2 separate regions of the Sus scrofa genome follow, and region 1 is linked to region 2. A link is a contact called in public Hi-C data. All regions are on one chromosome and are shown on one strand. Each heading gives the region's core, a stretch centred on a gene start, on an enhancer-like site or on the middle of the called end of the contact. The rest is flanking DNA. Distances are from core to core; before and after follow the strand shown. Region 1 overlaps LOC110257820 (a long non-coding RNA gene). Region 2 overlaps FGF13 (fibroblast growth factor 13).

Region 1 (6,459 bases), core at 3,246-5,745, 200 kb before region 2:
CTAGGTCAAGTGAAGAAAAATCTTAACCTGAATCATCAAAACAGAGAGTCATGGTCCCTTAATCAGTTCCCAGACGTGAGCTCATTTATAGACTCCAAAACCTCTTCAGTGACAGGGAGGCCAGTTCGCCTTGAGGAAAGACCTGGGTACACCGACAGTGAATACTGTTACTGAGTAGTGGAAGGAGGCAGTTACGAATACCAGTTATGAACCTGTGACCTGTTGTAGAAATGAGGAGTCTAATTATATGAATATTTCCTTATTTTGTTATGAATATGTGTGTATACATAGATACGTGTATATATACATATGCACACACATATACACTAAGCAGATAACTACTTGTTTTCTTACTCTTTTATCATGTAACATAAGATATATTGACTTTATATCATAGTATTTATTATTGTTAATTTTACATCATAGTATTTCAGTTGTGGGATATCAAAAATAAGAGACATCACTCAAGGACTTTAGCTCCTATTCTGGGGAAGGGATTAGTGCATGTTCCGTTGTACACACATGGTTGTATCGTAGGAGGTGGAGTTACGATCTTGTTATGGTCTTTATTTGGAGATTAAGTATGGTTTAAGGAGATGCATATGGTGCCAAGTTGTAAAAGGTGTGGCCTTGTGGATGGTTAATTTTACATGTCAACCTGACTAGCCCACGGTTATCCACGTACTTGGTTAAACATTACTCTGGGTGTATGCCCGCGAGGGCATTTCTAGATGAGATGAGCATTTGCATCAGTAGACTGAGTAAAGCGGATTGCTCTCGCCAGTGTAGCAGGGCTGCATCCAGTCTCATGAAGGTCTTGATACAATGAACAGGCTGAGTAAGGGAGCATTCACTCTCTCTTCCTCACTGTCTTCCAGCTTGGACGTGGGTCTTTTCCTGCCTTCGGACTGGGACTGGGACTGGAACTTGTACCATTGAGTCTGCTGGTTCTCAGGTCTTCAGACTCAGACTGGACCTATACCATTGGCTTTCCTGGGCTGCCAGCTTGCCAACTACAGCTCTTGGGACTTTTCGGCCTCCACAATCATGTGAGTTAATAACTCATATAAATCTTTTTGTCTAATGTAAATAAATTCATTTGGTTTCTCTGAAGGACCCTGACTAATACTAGTAACTTGCTAAAAAGTCTAAGAAACCTTGGAGTACTTAGATGACAAGGCTGCTTCAGTTAATGATTTTGTGCTGGAGCAAAAGTTCCTCCTTTCTCAGCATTGCCCTTTTGTGGCTCCAAACTGTGCTCAAATGTGTTCCTAGGCTGCTAAGAGTTTTACCTTGGGTGGGCTCAGCTAGAAGGCAGCTTGGGAAATCAGGGAATGATAGGAAGCTGGGACTGAGGGAACTTGGGACAGGGGCAGAGAGCGTTCTTCTGGGGTCTTCTGTGAGGTCAGGATTCTGTGGAATAGCAGTGACTGTGACATCTGGTATCTTAAGAAGTGGAATAGTCAATATGAGGCTACAATCAGTGTTGGAATTCTAGGTGACCCATCTGTTTGTTGTAGACTCCCAGAGAGCCATGAGCTGGATATATGGGGCACAGGGGAGGAAGGGTGGTCAAGAACTTTGGACAAAGTTCTAGTCCCGGCACAGGAACTGGAGGGTTAAGTAAGAGCCATCAAAGAGGCACTAGATAGATACTGTAGGTGTGAGAGAATACAGTAGCTCACCAGGAGTGGGGGTACCCAGGGCTCAGCCCAGGGATCCCAGGTATAATTGTCTACCCTACCCAGTGCCCAGTGGCAGGGTCTCTTCTCTTGGTGCAGGCCAATGAAGGAGTTCCCAGAAGCCAACAATCAGGTTAATCATTTAAACCACCCTCTTGCAACGGTTGCAGTTTTATAGCCTTCTGAAGGGGAGTACGACATGCTTGGATCAAGAATTGCATGGGCTTGAACCCGAATGAGAGAAAATGGAGATGATTCATCCTGAAATAAATATCAGAAATTAGAATCAGAGATCTTGCCTTTTCGTAACAGCAACAAGAGAAACATTCGTGTTGGGTGGACAGGCTGGGACGAGGGTGAGGCAAGCAAGGTGTCTAGAATTTGTGCATCAGGTGCTTTTCTTGCCTCAGGTAAGTGGCCCTCGATGCCCTAGGTTTGCCCCATTGCTTAGCAATAATGCCCCAAAACTATGTGGTGAAAAACCTAAGAGATGGAGGGAAAACAGAGCCTCTAAAAGAGATAAGAAAAAATGGTGAGAATTTAAAAAAAGCGGGGCGGGGGTGGGGGCAGAATATAGTAGACAGCAAGCGCTGTGTTGTGGTGCCGGAGGGTCCCGTGGGGGCAGCGGAGGGGAAAAGCAGTCACGTGGCAGGAGAACAGTAGACGTTGGCCCAGGACAGTGGGACCAACAGGGAGGAGCTCAGTGCGAGTGGGGAGCCTGGCTTGTGAAGGCAGCATGATGCCAGCAGAGGTGCGTATCAGTGACAGGATGGGTGAACTCTGCGTGTGTGTGTGTGTGCGCGCACACACACTGTTGTTGCTGTTGTCAACAAGGGAGTAAGAAGTACCCTTGGAAAATAGAGATTTCTGGACTTGGTCTTGAAATCACACCTTATGGTCGTGTATTTGCCTTTTGTTCCCATATGTGGATTGAAATCAGGGGCCCTCCCTTTGTAATTTGGGCAGGTTGCCTAACATTTCCATGCTTTAGTTTCCTCATCTGTAAAGTGGGGCTCACTCTTCTTATGGTTGCTGCAGAAACGAAACAAATTAATAAATGTCAAGTTCTTAGGTTAGCACCTGGCGTGTCATATGACATTCAACAAATATTGTTATTGCCGCCACTGTGGTGGTGGTGGTTAGTAGTAATAGTGGTGTATCAATCTATTACAGCAATATCAACACATATATAATAATGCCTGTAGGTCTTTAATGAACCATAAATTATGTTAATTTAAGAGTGCCTGAAAATAGGCAGTGGATGGTAGAATGATTTCTGTCAAACTGTAGTTAAGTAGTTATGGTTGGTGTTGAAAGGGTTTCACATTTGCTAATGTGGAAACTTAACCATCTTGAATGTGTCATTTCTGGGTAGTGTTGGATAATTGAGGTGTTTCCATTTCATACTTACGAAACATTCTAAAGTTTTCATTTTTTGTGTTGATGACAAAAGAATTTGTCATCATATACACATCTGTTCTCCTAGGAATGAATCAGTTATGTTGTCATATTAAATTGGTTATGAGGTGGTAGGTGCACCCCAAACTTGATACTCAATTTTAAAAAATGAAGGAACTCCACCCCCCTCTAATCAGATAAACCACCACGGCTTAGACTTAAGGCAAAAGCCACGGCCCTCTCATCCATTGCTTCATCATTTCACTTTCTGGGGGATGGGGAGGCCCCGCATCGGCAGCATATGGAGTTCCCTGGGCCAGGGATTGAATCGGAGCCACAGCTGCAACCTACACCACAGCTGTTGCAATGCCAGATCTTCAACCCACTGAACCAGGCTGGAGATTGAACCTGCACCTCAGCAGCAACCCGAGCCACCAGAGACAGTACCAGAAAGACAACACCAGATCTTTAACCCATTGTGCCACATCAGGAACTCCCATTTCACTTTTTTTTTCCATTTTTTAATTACTCAAATGAATTTATCACATCTGTAGTTGTATAATGATCACAACAATCTGATTTCACGGGATTTCCATCCCACAGCCCAGTCTCCCATTTCACTTGGAATGGAGGGGGATGTTGGGTCCCAGGTGGAAGAAGATACTATAAACTACTTCCTCCTTTGAAGGAAGAAGTATCCCAGGGCTCCCAGGTTGCTTCATCCCCATCCACCCTCCCCGCTTACCCTGAGACTACAGAGGTCTGCGCAAGGCACAGTAGGTGGGTGGAAAGTATTTGGCCTCCAAGCTTGGGAAAACCATGACATATGTGTTTGTACTCTGCCTGTGCTTTGCTCGGTGAACTTGAGCATATCACTTAGTCCCTCTGGTATTAAGTGGTATATGAATTCAGCTTCCTAATGCATCAAATGAGGGTAACAGCACCTTTTCTGTCTACCTCACGGGGTTATTATAAGGATCAAATAAGGTATTAAACAGAGACATGCTTTTGACCTGTACTGTGTGTTCATAACGTAAAACATTGCTCCACCACTATCTAATCATTCACTCACTTCACAAATATTTATTGAGTACTGACTGTATATTGGACTCTCTTCCAGGTCCTGAGATAAAGCAGTGAAAACAAAATACTTTACACAATGGAGTTTTTATTCCACTGGATAAGATAAAGACAATAAACCAATATTTATGATATCATCAGGTAATGATAAGAAGGAAAATAAAGCAGGTGAAGAAGATAGGGAACAATGGGCGATAAGCCAGGGGACTATTTTAGATCGGGAGCATGTGACTCAAGGGGCTCGCGTAATACCAGTTGAGAAGTTAAAGGAGAAAACGAGGAAAGCATGTGGAAGACCAAAGAGGAGGGAGCAGCACAGATGTCACATGTTGCCCCGCCCAGCGCAGTCATTGTGGTGCCCGCTCAGGACGGGTCGGTACATGGTCACACCACCCACACACAGCCCGTTCTCCTCCAAATGAGCTTAGTGGAAAAATAAGCAAACAAGAAGCGAGGTTCGTGTATTTGATAATTTGCTGTCCTAAGGGTTGGTTTCAGGGTTAATAAGTACACAAGGAAGAAATTCAGGTTTATAGAGTGATATTCCTCTGAGGGCTTTGAGATCTTAAGAAGAATTCAGGGGTGTCTCATGGGAATGGGGGCAATCACTCGGTGAGTAAACAAAGTTGCAGCAGCGTATTGCACCACAGGACATGTGGCAAAAAAACATTTTGGCAATTGATACTGTAGAATTGCCAATGGGGAGAGCCTGTTTTTGCAACTAGTTGAAGTGAGAAACCCACATGACAAGATATCACTTTGTCTTTTGCCAAACAGCGTGGAGTGAGGGGGTGGATTCTCTCTAGTAAGACGGTGGAGACTGGTCGGCCCTGCCTCCTGGCCCTGTTACTTGGCTTCACAGCCAGAGTAGTACAGAGTATTGCACAGGGGATGTGCTCGGGAGATGTTTGAGTAAGAAATGAGATCCAGAACCTCCTCAAGCAGCTCCTTCTTCACCCATTTAGCTCTGGAAATGCTGGCTTTTGCCACCAAAGCTCAGACTGTGAATTAGAAAATCAGCCTATGAATTAACAGTGAAAATATAACTGTCGGGCGATGGCTCATGTTCACAGTAGCGCTCTGCCTCCCCAGGAGGAGCACCCTTCGCCAATGCCGTGGGCGTGTGCACTTGGCCCGTCATTTCATTTGCACTTGTATGTTGGAAAAATGTTAAAAATACAAAAGCATTGCAAGACTAGCATAAGGAACTACCATGTGCCATGTAGCCTTTATCCAGGTCCATCAACTGTTCACATTTTGCCCCATTTGTGTACTTAGATCTGTTTCTCTATCTGTATGTAAGACATGCACATATTTTTTTCACGCATCATTTGGCAGTAAGTTAGAGGCATGGTGCCCCACAAATACTTCAGTGTTATTTCCTAAAAGTAAGGGTAAATACAGCATGATTATCACAATCAGAAAATTCAGCATTGATCCAATCCAATTCTGTTACCGAATTCATAGTCCATTTTCACATTTAGCCAGTTATCCTAAATATTATCCTGTAGAGCTAATGTTTTTGTGTGATCTAAGGTATAAATCAGTGTCATTCATTGCACTTGGTTGTTATGTGAACTTCATCTCCTTTATTGTTTTTTAATGGAGGTATAATGCACATACGACATTTATTAGTTTCAGGTGTATAACATAATGATTCAATATTTGTATATATGGCAGAATGATCAACAAGTCCAGTTAACAGCTTTCACCACACATAGTTATGGAATTTTTTTTTCTTGTGGTGAGAACTTTAAAGACGTAATCACTTAGCAAATTTCAAATAAACAATACAGTGTAATTAACTATAGTCAGCATGCCGTATAGCCTGTACATCCCTATGACTTAGTTATTTTATAATGGAAGTTTGTACCTTTCGACTCCCTTCACCCATTTCTCTCAGTCTCCACCTCTGGCAACCACCAGTCCCTTCTCTGTAGCTATTTTGTTTGTTTTTGTTTTAAGATTCTACACCTGTAAGTGAGATCATGAGGAATCTGTATTTCTCTGACTTACTCGACTTACCATAATGCCCTCAGGATCCATCCAGCTTGTCACCATTCCGAGATTTCGTTCTTTTTAACGGATGAATCCTAGGCCATTGGCTGTATATACCGCAGTTTCTTTATCCTCTCATCTATGGATGGCTGCTTAGGTTGTTTCCGTGTCTTGGCTGTTATAAGTAATGTTGCAGTGAACATGGGGGCATACCTAACTTTTTGAATTAGTGTTTTAATTTCTTCAGATAAATACCCAGGAGTGCAATTGCTGAATCCTATGGTAGTTCTAGTTTTAATTA
Region 2 (5,999 bases), core at 3,286-5,785:
AAAACCCAACAACCGTAATCTCTCTGCTACTCATGTCTCTGCTACTCATGTCGGGACTTGTTTTGTCCCCTGGTGCGTAAGTCATCATGGACCAGTGCGATTTTTATGGAGCATCACAAGCTCCATATTTTCCTCTGTGCAGAAGATGGTGAGAACAGCCCCAGTGAGGGGGTGTGGCCGGGGGCATGGCTAGTCCGACGAGTTAAGTCTCTTCCAGGGGAGGGGCGAACAGGGTCCCCCAATCCTCTGAATCACCATTTCCAGTGATGGGCAGCTTCTTGACTGACAGGCCGGAGCAGGAGGGGGATGCGGCTTAGGGTTGCTCTATCTCCTCTCCCTGCTGCCTCCTCTAAGCTTCTTTCCAGTACAGGTCAAATCCTTAGAAGGGATAGGAGGCCTCCTGGGGCTGGAGATGGGGGTGAGGTTGGAGTGGGAGTGGGCGATGCAGAATGGGTGAGAAGCAGAGAGCAAGCTGTGGAGGAGAGGTCTCTGTCCAGGCCTGGTGCAGCGAGCAGGATCGAACCTGGGAGAGAACTGGGAGCGGGGTTTGGGTGCTAAGCTGGAGGGCTGCTTGGTGAGGCAGTCGGAAGGGAGATGAAACTGTTCACAGTCCAGGTCTCTTTGCAGCTGTGCTGTTTTATGTTCAAATCACTCCTCATTCTGGGAATTACAATCAACACGGAACAACCAGAATGTGTTGCAGCTCTTCAAATATATCCAATAAAAGGGCTTTCCAGCGTCGGCTTCATTATGGCTTATATTTTTGGAGTTGGGAAATTTGAAAGGAATAGAAGATAATCGCCAAGATTAAACAATTCAGGGAGAAAAAACCCCCCATGAATTAAAGGGTGGCGGGTGGAGGGGCTCCTACATGTCGCCGCCCTTGCTAAGCTTAACGTGATCTTTGAAATGCGAAGATTATTAGGCACATGAGATAGTTTGAGCAATTAGTAGAGCAGGCAAACGTCTGCATAAATCATTGTCTGCAGTCACCAGTTTATGTCTCCCTATCGGGCCCATCCAGAAGACATGGCAGCAGTGGGATTTCTAGGCACAGGCTGAGGGGTGGACCTCAGGTTCGTCCTGTGCGGCTTCATCCCAGTCCATCCTCCCCACCTCCCAGCGGAGCCGCTCTGTTTGTGATGCCCCAGTGCGAACAACCCACGTGTCTCAGATTTCTGACATTTTTAAATACGGCATTTTATCCCTTTGGTGACCGCCATGTCTTCCTGAAGCGTTTCTTAGGGTTGTGCATTTCCGAGTAAATGATGCTAATTTCCTAAAGAAAGTGAAATAGTCTCTAGTAATCCTGTTGACCCCCCCTCCAGCCTGCAGGTGCAGTTGCTTGAGTTGGACGGCCATTTGTTCTAAGCTACAGCTGTGTTTCTCAGAGAATTAATCCTGAAAATGGGAGTTTTGTATGGAAGGAGATAATTTCTTGATTCTTGGGGCACCGGGGCAAGGTGAAGGGACTGTTTTATCAGGGGTCTGGGTTTGTAATAAACATTAAGCCTCAAAGACAATGACCGCAGGTTGAGATTACAGTTCTCGTGCCCTCCTCATGCCTCTGCCCTTGTAAATTACTTGCCTGCGCATTGATTTTCAAAGGGAAATGGTGTCGGTCTCACTGGCTAATGACCTTCCCCGCAGACCAAGGGCAGAGGGTAGTAGGTGTTCTGGTTGGTTCTTTTAAACTGGCAGCACCTTGGGCTTTGTCGTGTAAGCTTGAGGGGGGTGCATTGGGACTGGGCTGCGCTCAGGCCTTTGCTTGGCCTGCCTCTGAGCCTTCTGCAGAGACCTCAGATTTGGTTGGGTCAGTCCCTGATGGCCCAAAGGAATTCTCAGGCATCCCTGTCTGTCCTTTCTGGGCCCCATTAGTAGGGCCTGGGAAGAAGAAGAAAATCTGGTAAAAGGCAGGCCTGGTCAGAGGCCAAATTATGAAAGAGTTAGTAAGAAAAAAAGTGTGCAAACCCAGTTTCCTTTTGTGTCATGGAAGATTCTAGACAGTAACACGCACAGATCTTAAGTGTACAGCTCAGTGAGTTTTGACAAATGTTTACATCCACGCAGTCAGCATCGAAATCAAGATACGGACTAGTTTCTTCACCCCAGAAACTTGTCTCGTGCTCCTTTCTTACCATCCCCCCTCCCCCCTTCAAAGCAACTACCGTTTTGACTTGTGTCATGGAATTTTAGTTTTCCCTTTACTGAACTGAATAGAAATGGATTCCTGCAGAACAGGCAGGCTCTTGGTTTCTGAGACCTGGCCACCTCACGTTCAGCCTGCCTCCTTTTCCTGGTGGACCCCTTCTTTCCGTATCCTCCGGGTTCCTGGAAGACCCCCCCATCCTGCCCCACACTAGGGCACTCAGCAGGGTCTTGTATTGGCAGGCCCTGAAGGAGTATATTGAATGGGCTAAGCAAGGCAGGAAATTCCTTGAAACTGGGGTATGTTTTATTCATCATCGAATAACATTAATGATCATAATTACTATCGTTATCATTATTACAGTAGCTTCTACAGCATCGAGCACTATTTACTGGGCTTGCATTACTTTTTATGTAGCTCTCATTTAACCATCATGATAGCCTAATGAAACAGCGAATAGTATATCCGGACTTTGGCGATGGGAACATTGAAGCGTAGTAGGGCGATTAGGTAGCTTGGATGAGGTCACACAGCTAGTGGGTCGCAAATCACGAGCACAGTGCCTGGCACCGAACTTCAGTTTGCCAGAGGCAGGGCTTCAATTAATTAAGGAATCAAGGACTTAATATCCATGGCTGATTTTCTGACATCTAGGTAGGCTGGAGAAGTAATTGTGGTTGGGGTCTTATAATCATAGTTTTTCAGAGCACTGACTGTATATATGCCAGGGATTGACATGAAGTATCTCAAGCTAGTCGAGATAGACAGACAGACGACTCGTATTCCCATTTGACTGATGAAAAAGCAGCCTCAGGGGTTGAGACCAGAGTACGGTCAATCAGCTGAAACGGTGAAGCAGGGTTTGAGCCAGGTTTGATCAACTTCAAATCTACCTCTTAACCCCTGTGTTATACCGCCTCCCTAGGCAACACAGTTGAGTCTTTCCTAATCCACCTTTGCAGAATCACTTGCCATCTGCCAATGTGGGCCCGATTAGGAAGAGTTTGCCTATACAGGCATGAGTGCTCCCAGGCTGCGATCTTTGTGCAGCCAAACAGATCTCTGAACAGCTTTCTCGAATGACTTTTCCATACCAGGCATTGTACTGGGCCTGGGCATACAGAGATGAAAGAAACCCAGTCCTGCCCTAGGCCCGAGGGGTGCCCTTTGCTTCCGTTTTGGCCTTGGATATTCTGACTTCTTACTTTCCAGTGGGCATCTACCCTCACTTGGCCATGACTGTGACTTTCAAGATTTAAGCATCTGTCAGTTTGAAAATAATGGCATTTTTTCCCAGAACTGTGTCTGCAAGCTTGTTTCACCTGCGTTCTGAAGATTACACGTCCTTTTAATTCACGACTGGGTGAAACTCCTGATTGTTTATTTTTTTCCCCCATTACGTGGCATCTGCTTTCAGTCTGTTCTCTTCTCTCTCCAGCACACGCCCCCCCCCGCCCCCCCGCGCCACCTCCTCTCCTTTTCTGCCCCCCTCCTTGTCAACAGATGTCAGTGGTTTTCATGAACTGACTGGGGTTCCTTCGGGAACCCCGGGTTCATTGGCGGAGTCTCATTTCTGGATTTTCCCCCTTGCCATTAACTTCAGTGAAAGAAGTCTCCCCCTTAGAGTGTAGCTCCATGGAAGAAGCTTTTCACCACTCATTATATAACTCATTTTAAATGGCAAAATAAAATGCGAGCTTTCTTTCTTACCCTGTTTATGCTGCCTTCAGTTAGATAAAATTTCCCAAAATATATCTTGTTAACAGAGACACACGCCTTGAACGAGCATATTAATTACAGTTCTCAAAGTTAGGACTCACGTAGCGTCTCTCTGTGCTGCGGAACCTGTGTTTAACAGCCAGAATGAACAGTGACCGGTCTATTGCCTGGTTGTAGGTAAGTTTCATAACACATGTGAAACCCAGTTCTCAAAAATCCCTCCAAATCGCGGAGGTAGCATTTCTCCAGCTCTTGCACCGGGGGCTTAGTAAACACAGATCGAGTTCTTAAAATATTTATCTCGCGTTCAAAGTAGAGACGTAAACAACCTAAAGAAGGCGGGCTGAGCGCAGTTCTCGACTATGCCCACGGCTATCTGCAGAACCTGCTTTCACCCACCACGTGGAAAGTATTGTGAATTGACCTGCGTCCCCTGCCTGTGATTCTGTGTGTGTGCCCGCCTCGCCCCTGGGGGGCTTTATTGCACAGCGAGGCGACCGGGAGCTCACAGAGGCGCGGGCTCTTCGGAGCCCCGGGAGCCGCCTTCCGGGAAACGGGGCCGCCGCTCCTCGAGGCTCTGCTTCCCGGGAGCATTTGTTCTCCGACTGCCGCGAACCCACTAGCCGGGGGCCTGGACGGACGCGAGCGCCGACCGGTCCCGTTAACCGGCGTCCCTCGGTCGCCGCCGATCTGGCCGCTGGGTTGATTACAAACCCGTGTGCTCCTTAGCCTCGTGATGCGGCGGCTGCCGAAAAAAGAAACACGGAAAAGTTGTGTCACCGAAGGTGAAACTTGGCAGAGCTGCTCGCGTCCGGCGGCGGCGGAGGGCTTTGCCTGCTGGCCCCCGGAGGCCCGCGGCCCCCCGGCCCGCTCGCCGCGGGACGCCGCGGAGGGACAGACGGACGGGCGGGGCGGGCGGCCGGCTGCGCGCGGGGAAGGGTCCGGACGCCCCGGGGCAGCCCCTGGCCTGGAGGTCTAGACCGCGGGCGCTCTGCCTCCGGGGCAGGCGGGCGGGGCCTGATAAAAGAGCGCCGGGTGTCCCCCTCCCCCCCAGCCCCCCAGGCGTCCTTGCTCTGCCTACACCTGACCCACCCGCTGGGCCCCTCCGAGGCAGATACCCGTCAAAGCCTTGAAGTCAGGACTTGGCCAAACCCCAGAGCTTTGCTTTCTCTGTCTTCTGGTCAATGCTAATTCGGTTTCAGCTGTTCACAAAGCCCAGGATGCCTCTTGAGCAGAAAGCCCAGGACTGTTTTGCATTTATTTGTCTGCTTTTATATTGCTTCTGTTTGGTGGCGTCGATTTTTTGGTTTGTTTGCAGATTACAAAATGATGCATGTTTGCCGGGAACAGTTTGGGAAATCATAGAAGCGTAGAGGAGAAAATAGCCACCAGAGCGTTGCGCTCCCAGGTCCTTTTTGAGATTTTTCTTCCAGTCTTTCTTCTCTGAATTTTGTTAACACGCGCATATACATCTTGAAGTGTATGGGTGCAATCATGCAGTAGATACTGTCACCTGCTCTTCTTTGTCAACATCTTAGCATGTTTTCCACGTCATTAAATAATCTGCCGCGCTGTCATTTTAGTGTGTGCGCTGGGCGTGGATTTGGGGGTGCCTAAGGAGAGCTGGTGATCTTGTGCTTGTGGTTGTGAAGTGTTTCTCTTACTGCCTTGAGCTCTTTCTCACTGGGTTCCGCAAATATTATTACTATTTTATAAATATAGATAAATATGTTCGCCTATAAAGATGCATATATGCATGTATAAATCTGTAAATATAACATTGAATGCATGTAGGCAGATATGCCTATGTCTAAAGAAACATACAAATATGTTTAGAATAAATCTTCAAAGAATGTATATCAAAAGGAATCTCTGGTGGTTGGCTTATAGATGTATATATGTATATGTATATTTTTTTCATATCTTCTGCTTTCTCTGCGGTGGAGATACATAATGAGCCTAATGATGTCATAAAAATTAAGATAAACAATATCTTGCTTATGGATTATCTTCAAAGTGACTTTTCTCCTCCAGCTCCCACCACTTCTTGATCTGGAATACTCTACCTAGTATTTCTGCATTTGGGGATCTTTCATGCGCGAGCTTAACCCACATCCTCCAGAAAGCCTCT

What was found. Hi-C and Micro-C count contacts between places; a contact is called where the count stands out from the background.
Region 1: a Hi-C map of liver shows a contact between it and region 2, with 14 times the contacts expected there. The contact joins two enhancer-like sites. A contact is called at or near these places in 3 of 47 Hi-C or Micro-C datasets (fetal heart ventricle, liver and skeletal muscle).

Annotation. Positions count from the first base shown.
Region 1 is chrX:114,119,972-114,126,430 of Sscrofa11.1, reverse strand. It overlaps LOC110257820 (a long non-coding RNA gene), which reads left to right. Exons shown (of 3, transcript XR_002340823.1): 2 at 879-1,049. Among named protein-coding and RNA genes, the nearest start is that of F9, 96 kb to the left of the region's middle. Within about 2 kb of position 4,495, at least 3 of the 83 cell types and tissues checked have an H3K27ac peak or open chromatin away from gene starts, as enhancers often do. A contact at or near this core is called in liver, where this site is marked.
Region 2 is chrX:113,922,252-113,928,250 of Sscrofa11.1, reverse strand. The region is part of intron 2 of FGF13 (fibroblast growth factor 13); the gene reads left to right. Among named protein-coding and RNA genes, the nearest start is that of FGF13, 30 kb to the left of the region's middle. Within about 2 kb of position 4,535, at least 5 of the 83 cell types and tissues checked have an H3K27ac peak or open chromatin away from gene starts, as enhancers often do. A contact at or near this core is called in liver, where this site is marked.